Linked DNA regions of Pan troglodytes: region 1 is linked to region 2. A link is a contact called in public Hi-C data. All regions are on one chromosome and are shown on one strand. The core of a region is the stretch at or near the end of the contact, and the rest is flanking DNA. Distances in the headings are between cores, read along the strand shown.

Region 1 (4,912 bases), core at 2,247-4,746, 190 kb after region 2:
CATGAAAGAGGCCCCTAGATGGCTGGATAAAAAGATCAAAGCAGACTGCATCATGGAGTTATGCATGGAGGACAGTTGTCCTGGAGAGATACCGCATCCACAGCGGTCACTGTATGAATGAGAAATAAACTTTTATTTTGCTAAGCTACTGAAAGTTTAGGGTTGACCTTTCTGCAACAAAAGCTTATCCTATCCTGACTAATACAATAGCTTTTATTTTCTCTATTATTACCATTTGGTAATGAATCATGTCTAACAATGCCTTGTGATAGGCTTTATATTTACTGCCCTCAGTATCTTTTAATTGCCTTAATGTCACTTTTACTCACTCCTTGCCACTTAATGAGACAAGAGCCTCTTGAAGACAGTGACCTTGGCTTGTACTTTCAGGGCTTACCTTTTCGCCCTCCAACTCACATTTTCCTTCCTCTCATCATTTTCCCCAAAATTTAGTTGTGAGCCTCGCAAGCAGTAGCTGCTTAACTCATAACTGATGACTTGATATTTTCCCACTAGGAAATAATTCCCAATACGTAATAACAATTATTCATTTGCATTAACCAATACCACCATGCAGGCATGGATCATCAGGAATTAAGTGCAATGGCTACAAGAAGGCATTAGCTATTCATCTGTGAATTTATTTTAGCCATGGCCTTGATTCTGTGTCAACCATGGCTCATCATTTTTACTTATTTGTGTTGACCCTAATGTCTTTAGGTCTATTTAATGATTTTGGTCTGGGCTTCTAAAATTCTCATTCAGTCATTTGTTCATTCACACAAATACAGTAGTCAGTTTCTGAGAGGTAGCAGAGAAAAAAAGCTATGGAGTCAGGCTAGCTGTGAGACTGTGGGCCAGCCACTTGACCTCTTCATGTCCCCAGTTTCCTTTCCCACAAAACGAGTTTAAAATGTATCTTGTAAGGTTGTTGTGAGAATTACACAAGTTAATATATGCAAGATACATAAAAGTTATTTTAAATTTTAAGATAAAGCAGTACTGGGCATGTTGTAAGTGCTTAGAATGCTAATATTATCATATACTGAGCACCTACTACATGGCAGATATTAGAGGAACAAGAATGATTAACAGGTTCCCCAGTTCTTCAAGCATTTGCAACCTAGTAAGGGTAAAAGATATGTAAACAAATAAGTGAAGTATTACAGAGCCAGAGAGAAAGAGAACACAAGTACATACAAATACATATGCCCAAAAGGATACAGGTATGTAGGTGCACACACATGCACACAAAGATACACACATGCACACTCACCTACATGAGAGCACACACATGCACACATGCCAACTACTGCCAACTGATGAGCTACATACAGAGCAAGAAGAGACCACAATTGCTTAACTAGCTCCTGCAGGCTTGCCAGACAAGACAGGGCACCAGGGATGTCCAGGTAATTAAAGAGTGTGAGCAGAGGCATCAAACAACATCTATGTGTTTATTCATTCAACAAATATTGATCAAATGCCTCCTATGTGCTTGGCACGGTTTTAAATACTGAGATACATGCAGTCCATGAGACCGACAAGGCTTTTGCTTTCACTGAGCTAACATTCTAATAGAGGAGACTAACAATAAACCAGCAGTCGGATGCAGAAGCCCAAGCGCCACGAAGAAAACACAACAGGTAAGAAGGCTTGAGTGAGCTGGGGGCGGGTAGGCCTGATGGGGTGCACGGAACAGAAATATGGCCAGAGCAGGAAGGAAACGCCACGCCCCACCCCAGCTTTCTATGGGGGAGGATTTCCCTTATGCCCTCTGACCTCTTGCTCCAACCTTTTCTTCCCCAAGGGTGTGGAATGAGTAACCCGGCTGGGGCTAAAGCCAACGTGGCCTATGCCCCCTCCTTGGATAGGGTGAATCTATATAATTTTGAGCAGGGTTAGCAGGGATTTGGGCCTCTTTCTCCTTCCCTCTTCACACAGACAGGTGCCTGTAGACTCAAAACTTTCCTGCAGGTGGCCTGCGACCAGGCTAGACTGGGGAACAGGCAGGTGGCAAGTTAGCTCATTGCCCTCAGTCACATAGTTGCATTCTGGCCCCCGTCTGCCTCAATACTCTTGTCTTATTTCTCAGTGGGCTCAGAACTTGGGACGGGAAGAGAACTCTTGTAAGATAAAAGTTTCCATAAGATAAAAACCTTCCCTCCCCTAAACAGACCTCAAAACCAAATTAGGAATCACTATCCTAATCTATCAAACCTAATCTATCTGTCATCTTAATGGAAAAATCCCTCAAATCTCTTACTTAATAGTCCAAAACACTAGACTGAGAAGTCTGGTCCCAAAGACAAATTCAATACAGTGAATATTGGGAGTGAGGTGGGAAAAAGGATTATTTTGGTGCCAGTATAAAACCCAGGGGTATATGCTATGGTCAGTAGCCAGAAAGAGGAAGATGAGGAAATGTGAAGCCTTGAGATATTCTTACCTTGTGACTTTATATCTGCATTAAAAAAACCACATTAGGAAAATAATTTCTTGAGTTTATCTTTTCTTTGAAGAACTGAACAACATTTTCAATATATTTACACACTTGCCTCACAATTTCCTTGGGAGATGGAGTGAGAATATAACGTTGTCATGAACAAATATTAATGTCATGGTTACTATCTGCAGAACTCAGTTGTGAGCATTAGAGAAATTTTTTTAAGAGGAAGAAGAAGATACATGGTTCGTATCCTTGAAGGGCTTAGCCTCGACCTAGAAAACACTCAGGCCCCCAAAGCAATATATATGAAAAAAGGAAATACAAGAGCAATGTCAAATGGATGGTAAAGATTTTTAAAAATGCTTCAGGAGTTCAGAGGGGAAAAAAAGTATCTGTTGAAACTAGGAGTTCTTACAATTCTTTCATCAAGGATTATATAGATGAGGAAACATTAGAGAAATGTGAAAGCCCCAACCACACATCAGTAGAGAAACTGCAATTAGAAACTGCCTCTCTGGTAAGAGCTCCCAGAAGATGAGAAATGGGTATTGCATTTCTTTGTGCAGTCCTACTGGGCCTGGCATTGCAGGCTCCACTGGTAGGTGTCTCCTCAATCTGCAGCATATTAAATGAGCACTCTGTTTCCCTGGATTTCACATTGCTCCATGTCACTACCCACACATTTCAGCCAGGAGCAGCTGACCACGATGCCCAGGAAGTACCCTCCCCACCAGGTCATTCTGACAGAGCCACTGTGCCACACACAGGGAGGATGAAAAGCACAGACTCTCCACCTCCTTTCAATTGCTAAGACAGGCAGGTGCTGCCAACCCTGCTGACCCATTCAGAGGCCTGCAGAACACTCCTACAGGCATTGCCTTGTCTCTCATCAAGTTCCAAGATGGACCGAGACAGGAGGCAAGTGTTAATAGCAAGAGCAGATAGTAACCATTACGAAAACCACATTCTCCGCATATCACAGGCCCCAGGAGGGGAAAGGCAAGAGAGGATAAGGTGGGAAATAAAAGAGGGTATCAGGGCTGCCCTCATCCTGCCCAGGATACACTGGCTGTCACAGTCATTATATGTTTTCTGGCAGCACAGTCACGTAGCTATGGAACCAATGCATGTCATTGCCACCTGGCCTCTAGCAAATAAAATCACAGCGCTGGCAAGAGCATTTCCCTGGATTTCCCTTAAAGAGATACCATTGATGGTGAGTGCTGTTTGAGCTTAGAAACAACAGCAGCATTGTTCCCAAGACCCAACCCCATTGCATACTATGAAACTGAGCCCAGGGACTCACGTTTTACAAGGTATATACGCATGTGGGGGCCAGCTTCTGAGCTTCTTTTTAGGAAGAAAAATACTCGTGGCTTCTATCTGTGTTTAGTTTCTTCTCATTTGGTAAATAAAAGCAAACGGCTTCTAATATTTTGGATAATAATTTGATGCCCTCTTGAATGTCAACATCAAAGTGCTCATGACCCCAGAAGGAAACCAAAGTAGCCACAAGTGGTCTACATGGGTTCAGGCAGTCCTTCTTTCATTCCTTCACCATTTCTTGCCTCAGACCCTTCTCTACCAGTTTATTCTTTACCCAAAGAATCCTATGATGTAAGCATGGAAATGGACATTTATTCGCTTTCTCAAGGGCCTTAATTGCCCCCTTCTTTTAGTCTAATTAATCTCTTGACTCTAAAGAGAACTTTACAGTCCCCAGAGAGCAACAGGTGTCAGTGACCCACATTGTACTGTGGTGTGCTCTGAGAATAAACCTTTTGGGCTTTTCTCAGATAAGACAGGAAAATGGAAACCTTCACAGTTCTAATGAATGCTAACTCGTGTAGACCCAGCTCTGTGGACAGGAGCAATCAATATTAGGGTAACTCAGCAGATGATCCCTCACAAATCAGCAATCTATGTTCTACATTCCATTCAGTATGTTGGTAGACACCAATTATGTCTGTATGTACATAAGGAGATGATCAAGTTCCGCAATAATGACTCTAGTTAGGGAAGAAGACAAAGTGATTAAGTTGACAAGTTGGATAAAATAATAAACACAAGCTCTTAATACTACCCTTTGACCACTCCCTAGGTGAGATGAAATGTTTTGGAAATAAGTGCACTTAGTTCACCAACCTAAATGAACACAATTCGAAGCCAGATTTAACCTAGGATGTCTAAAAACAAACAAACAAACAAACAAACCACACACACAGTCAAGTTTACCTTCTGGGATTCTAACTGAGAATCATATTCTTAACTTCTCTCCATCTTATTGCACAACTGCTCTCTTATGTAAAAACCAACATAACTTTAAAAAAACAAATAAATGGGGCCGGGCGCGGTGGCTCACGCCTGTAATCCCAGCACTTTGGGAGGCCGAGGCGGATCACGAGATCAGGAGATGGAGACCATCCTTGATAACACAGTGAAACCCATCTCTACTAAAAATAC
Region 2 (4,830 bases), core at 1,634-4,133:
GAACACTCTAACACATATATTTTTTAATGGAGTTAACAACTCCCCTAAGATGTTCTCAATACCCTCTCTCCTGTTTTTTTTTCTCCTTTTCTTCTTAAAGGGCAGATGATGCAGTTCTCAAATTTCCTTTTCAGAAATGTTGGTTCCATTTCTCACCTCTCCTTTGCCTGGCTGGAACATAAAATGAAGCCCTTGGAGAGCATGATACCAGCTGGACCCTGCCCTCAGAGCCAGGCACTGAGAAAAAGCAGGTTAGCAGTGAAAGTCCAGAATAGTCCTTGCACTCGATTTCTGAATCTTCATCTGCCAGAGCCACTACTCTCCAAGATTCCCCTTAGCTCTGGGTCCACACTGGACCTACGATTTCCTCTCCCTAATACACACACACACAAACACACACACACACGCCAACTCAGCAGAGGCCGCCAGAAATAATCCTGTTCTCTGCAAGTTTCAAAAGAATTCCCAGTACAGCCACTCATATGATGACAGAGTGAGACTGTTAAAAACCGAATTTGATTATGGTTAAAAAACCCAAATACCATACAAAAATAGGGCCTGTGCACTGAATGTTTTCTTAGTGGGTTACATGCTTGGTTTGTCCATCTCTCTCTTCCTTTTCAAGTTGTCGTTGAAGTTCCCCTTCACACCGTCCCCTTTCTCATTGGAAAGTAACAACTCGCCATTAACACTAGAGACGACAGCTCTTTCAGACAAATCAGATCAGTGTGTTCAAACCTGGACATACAAATGGTGACCCTGGAGCCAGTTCTTATGGACAAGTATCTCAGTCTCTTACTAACCACCGAAGTCTGAGTTACTGCTGCTGTGTGGGCAAACCAATGCCCAACAGACAAGAGGCCAAATATCAGTGGAACTGACATGACGCAGGCTAGCAAGCAGCGGATGTGATTGCTTCCACAGGTAGCAGCTGTAGGTGTGCACAGTGCAACATGCTGTGATTCTGAGAGCTGTGGGATTGGGCTTTGGGAATTCCACACCCTTGGGTTTTGGTATCTCACATCCAGACCCTCTTTTCAATGATCTGATTTTTTCTTTCTTTCTTTCTTTGGAGAGATGGGGTCTTGCTATGTTAACCAGGCTGGTCTTGAACTCCTGGCCTCAAGAAATCCTCCTTCCTTGGCCTCCCAAAGTGCTAGGATTCCAGGCATGAGCCACTGTGTCTAGCCAATGATCCGATTTTAAAACAAACACAATAAAGTAGCGGCCTTCAGCATTCAATCCTTGTCCATGTTGGAGCAACACTGAAATCCCTACTGAAACACAACCCCCTTTCTCTACTCTGCCCCCTAATTTGTAACTATTTTTTAGAGGGGGCAATGATTTTTTTCCTTCCTTCCTTTTTTTTTTTTTTTTTTTTTTTTGAAAAGGTCTTGCTTCGTTGCTCAGACTGAAGTGCAGTGGCATGATCTCGGCTTGCTGCAACCTGTGCCTCCTGGGCTCAAGTGATCCTCCCACCTCAGCCTCCCAGGTAGCTGGGACTACAGGTGCACGCCACCACACCGGGCTAATTTTTGTACTTTTTGTAGAGGTGGGGTTTTGCCATGTTGGCCAGGCTGGTCTTGAACAGGCCTCAGTGATCCACCCACCTTGGCCTCCCGGTGCTGGGATTACAGGCATGAGCCACTGCAGCCAGCTTGGAAGGGGCAATGATTTAATGGCCCTTGTTGGTTTTGCTCCAACATCACCAATGAACATCATAATGAAATGACAAATGATACAACAGAAAGTTCTCAATCCTTAATGATTTTGATCAGATATCTAGGAAGGTGCAGGTTTAGAAATTTGGTGTCTCGATATCAAAGGACATTTCAGTAAGAATAGAATTTCTCATATGACAAGAGAGGCGCCTAAAGACTGGGACGGAAATGAAAACTAAGGTTAAAAAAACCCTAAAACACTTATGCTGAAGAAATGAAATGTTGAAGGAGTAATGTCACTTATTTACTCTTGCAACCCAGGTGTTTTTTTTTGAGATGGAGTCTCACTCTGTCGCCCAGGCTGGAGGGCAATGTGCCAATCTCGGCTCACTGCAACCTCCGCCTCCCGGGTTCAAGCGATTCTCCTGCCTCAGCCTCCTGAGTAGCTGGGATTATAGGCGCCTGCCACTATGCCTGGCTAATTTTTGTATTTTTAGTAGAGACGGAGTTTCACCATGTTGGCCAGGCTGGTCTCGAACTCCTGACCTCAAATGATCCACCAGCCTCGACCTCCCGAAGTGCTGGGATTACAGGCGTGAGCCACTGCGCCCTGCAAACCTAGGGTTTTTGTTAAGTGTCAAATAACTGTGTTCTGTACAGCCTTCCCTTGTAAAAAGAAGTTCTAATAATGAACTTTTATCTTTAAGTTTCAAGACTCACTCTTAAGAAAGGGAATGCCAAACGCTCCCACATTTCCATACCAACGAGCAAGGAAAACTCCTGCGTGAGACCTACTCAGAGAGAACCAGTCCATGCGCCCCCTGCTGGCCCTCCTGCAGCACTGATCCAATAAAACCCCACAGGGTTTCATGAGGGATATTTATGCAAGAGTGATGTGTCAGAATGCAAAATGAGAACATTTGCATATAGTAGGCCCAGCCAGTAAGGGAATAGGTTAATTAGCCCAAGGCAGCACTAGGGAAGAAAAAGCAGCGGCATAAAAGTCCTTTCAAAGCCAAGTAAAATGTCAAACACATTCAGGAAGGGTCTATTAGCAATGCAAATGTAACATTGCCTGTACAATTGAATGCACAATACACAAAACTAGAAAACTCCTCTGAAGGTACTTCTTTAGGAAGCCAGCTTTCGTAAATCTGAAAAAGAATGCTGACTTGGTTCTCAGTAGTGCTCAGGTTTAATTATACTGTTTATTTGAGAGACATCGGCTTAGTCAGCCCTGAAGACTCACTGGACTGGTCTTCTGCGAAATGATTGCTAAGACATATTGGCCTTAACACACAAATCCGAATTTATTCTTCTGAAAACTTATCCATTGATAAACAGCATCTTTTCCAGAGATTGCCAATGAGAAATCAAGGACACAATGATTAAGACAGCAGTTGCAGCGAGCTGGGGCCAAACCGATAAAAATTTCCACCCATCCTCCTCCTACATTTAGGGCTATTTACCAGTGCAGCACGGAGCAGACAGGGCTCCCTAACGCTGAGGTATGTGTCCCTTCTCTGGGCCCCGTAAGCTTTCAGTACTGATAAGGGGAAACCCACGGGTAGAGATTGGGTCTTGCTGTATTTTCAATGAACCACCAGAGGGCGCCCCAGGATGGCACCACATTCCTGGTCTATCGGGTGATCATGGGACGAAACAACAAAGAAGTAACTTATGAAGGTGGAAAAGTAGATTTGGAAAATAAGGAAGAGAGAAAAAGAAACGAAAGAAGAAAAAAGAAAAAAGGAGAATGGGATTTCTGCTCTTAGAGTCTCTAGTTGCAGACAACTGGCCTCTGGGTCCTGAATCGCCCTCCCAGGGGCCCCCCGAGGAGTTTATCTCTGGAAGCACCTGCCACAACAAAAAGATTTCTTCCAAACATGGGGCCATGCACAATTATATCAATGCCAAATTACCAGAGAGCCACATATGCAGATCGCACTGTTTAAACATTCCTATTGGAAAAGGGAAATCGGAGGGAGAGCTAATAGATGAATCAAGACAAATGTATTTAGAGTTTGCTACCTATGGTTTGCCTGATAATCACTGTTCTGAATACATTCATCTTAAGCCGCTTTAGAGCTACATTAACTATCTCTCTATCATAATTTCTAAATTTAGCCCAGTGGTATAAGGCTTTGCTAGTCGAAGTGTGGTCCTCCGACCCGTGACATCAGCATCCTCTGCAAGTTTGCTGGAAATGCAGACTCTCAGGCCCCACCCAGTCCTGCATTTTAACAAGATATCCAGATGATTCTATGCACAGTAAGGTTTGAGAAACCCTCGTAGCTATCCGATTAAATTTTCTACTGCTAAACTCTTAAGCAAATTAAACATCTCTAGCCTCTTCCTAATGGAGCAGGCACTGGGAAACCAAACTAGGTGTTGTACGTAAACACAGAGTTGATGGAGCCTCGGAGATAAACATCTAATATTTAGGTGATGCTCCACTGCTTCCTCTGGGGTCACCTAAACCTAATACGGCTGCAAATAACAAATGCCGCTTTTCTTCTGGTTCTTTACACAACTGCAGAGAAATATACTTTAAAAAGGCTATTATCATAAATTTTATACACAACTCAATCATTCCCAGGAAGAAAAATGAAATTTAACAAAGGAAGCTCCACACTTCTTTCTTTGCTATAATTTCATTTTGAGAAATTTTTTGCTATTACCATGGATTCAGACTGCTTGGGAAGTGATAGGAAAATGAGATGCTTCTGTGCTAGGGATGTGGGGAATATATGCCCACTGACTGCAAGTCCAGTAAATAGCAGCCAACTGCTCAGAATGGAAGATGCTCTTAGAATTTGATATATAAACTCCTAAAAATACATCTTAAACCTAGGGCAAGAAAACGGGTTGCTTTTCCTACACCCCCAATCCTGTGTTTCTCAGTTTGAATGAACCCATGGCTGCCTGGCCTGTATGTCTATGGACAAACAGGGCACGGCTTCAGCTTTAAAGAAGAGGAAGAGCAGGCTGATGAGCTTGTGCCAGGACTGGAAAAACTATGTATGCGAACACTGAAGAGGGCAGAATAGCTGGGTGTGAGGACAGAGGTTACTTGGGCATGTCAAGGATTCTCAAAGTGCTGACTCACCAATCTCCTTCCAGCTTTATTACATCACTAAACTGGAAGGCCTGTGTGGTGCACTGGCAG

Evidence for each region. A called contact is a pair of places that touch in the nucleus more often than the background predicts.
Region 1: a Hi-C map of stem cell-derived neural progenitor cells shows a contact between it and region 2, with 5 times the contacts expected there. The contact joins two enhancer-like sites. A contact is called at or near these places in 2 of 7 Hi-C or Micro-C datasets (blood and stem cell-derived neural progenitor cells).

Annotation. Positions count from the first base shown.
Region 1 is chr5:22,475,160-22,480,071 of NHGRI_mPanTro3-v2.0_pri, forward strand. All of the region lies in intron 3 of LOC134810274 (a long non-coding RNA gene), which reads right to left. Among named protein-coding and RNA genes, the nearest start is that of ATXN1, 190 kb to the left of the region's middle. Within about 2 kb of position 3,497, at least 4 of the 24 cell types and tissues checked have an H3K27ac peak or open chromatin away from gene starts, as enhancers often do. A contact at or near this core is called in stem cell-derived neural progenitor cells, where this site is marked.
Region 2 is chr5:22,287,643-22,292,472 of NHGRI_mPanTro3-v2.0_pri, forward strand. No RefSeq gene overlaps it. Among named protein-coding and RNA genes, the nearest start is that of ATXN1, 3.1 kb to the left of the region's middle. Within about 2 kb of position 2,884, at least 13 of the 24 cell types and tissues checked have an H3K27ac peak or open chromatin away from gene starts, as enhancers often do. A contact at or near this core is called in stem cell-derived neural progenitor cells, where this site is marked.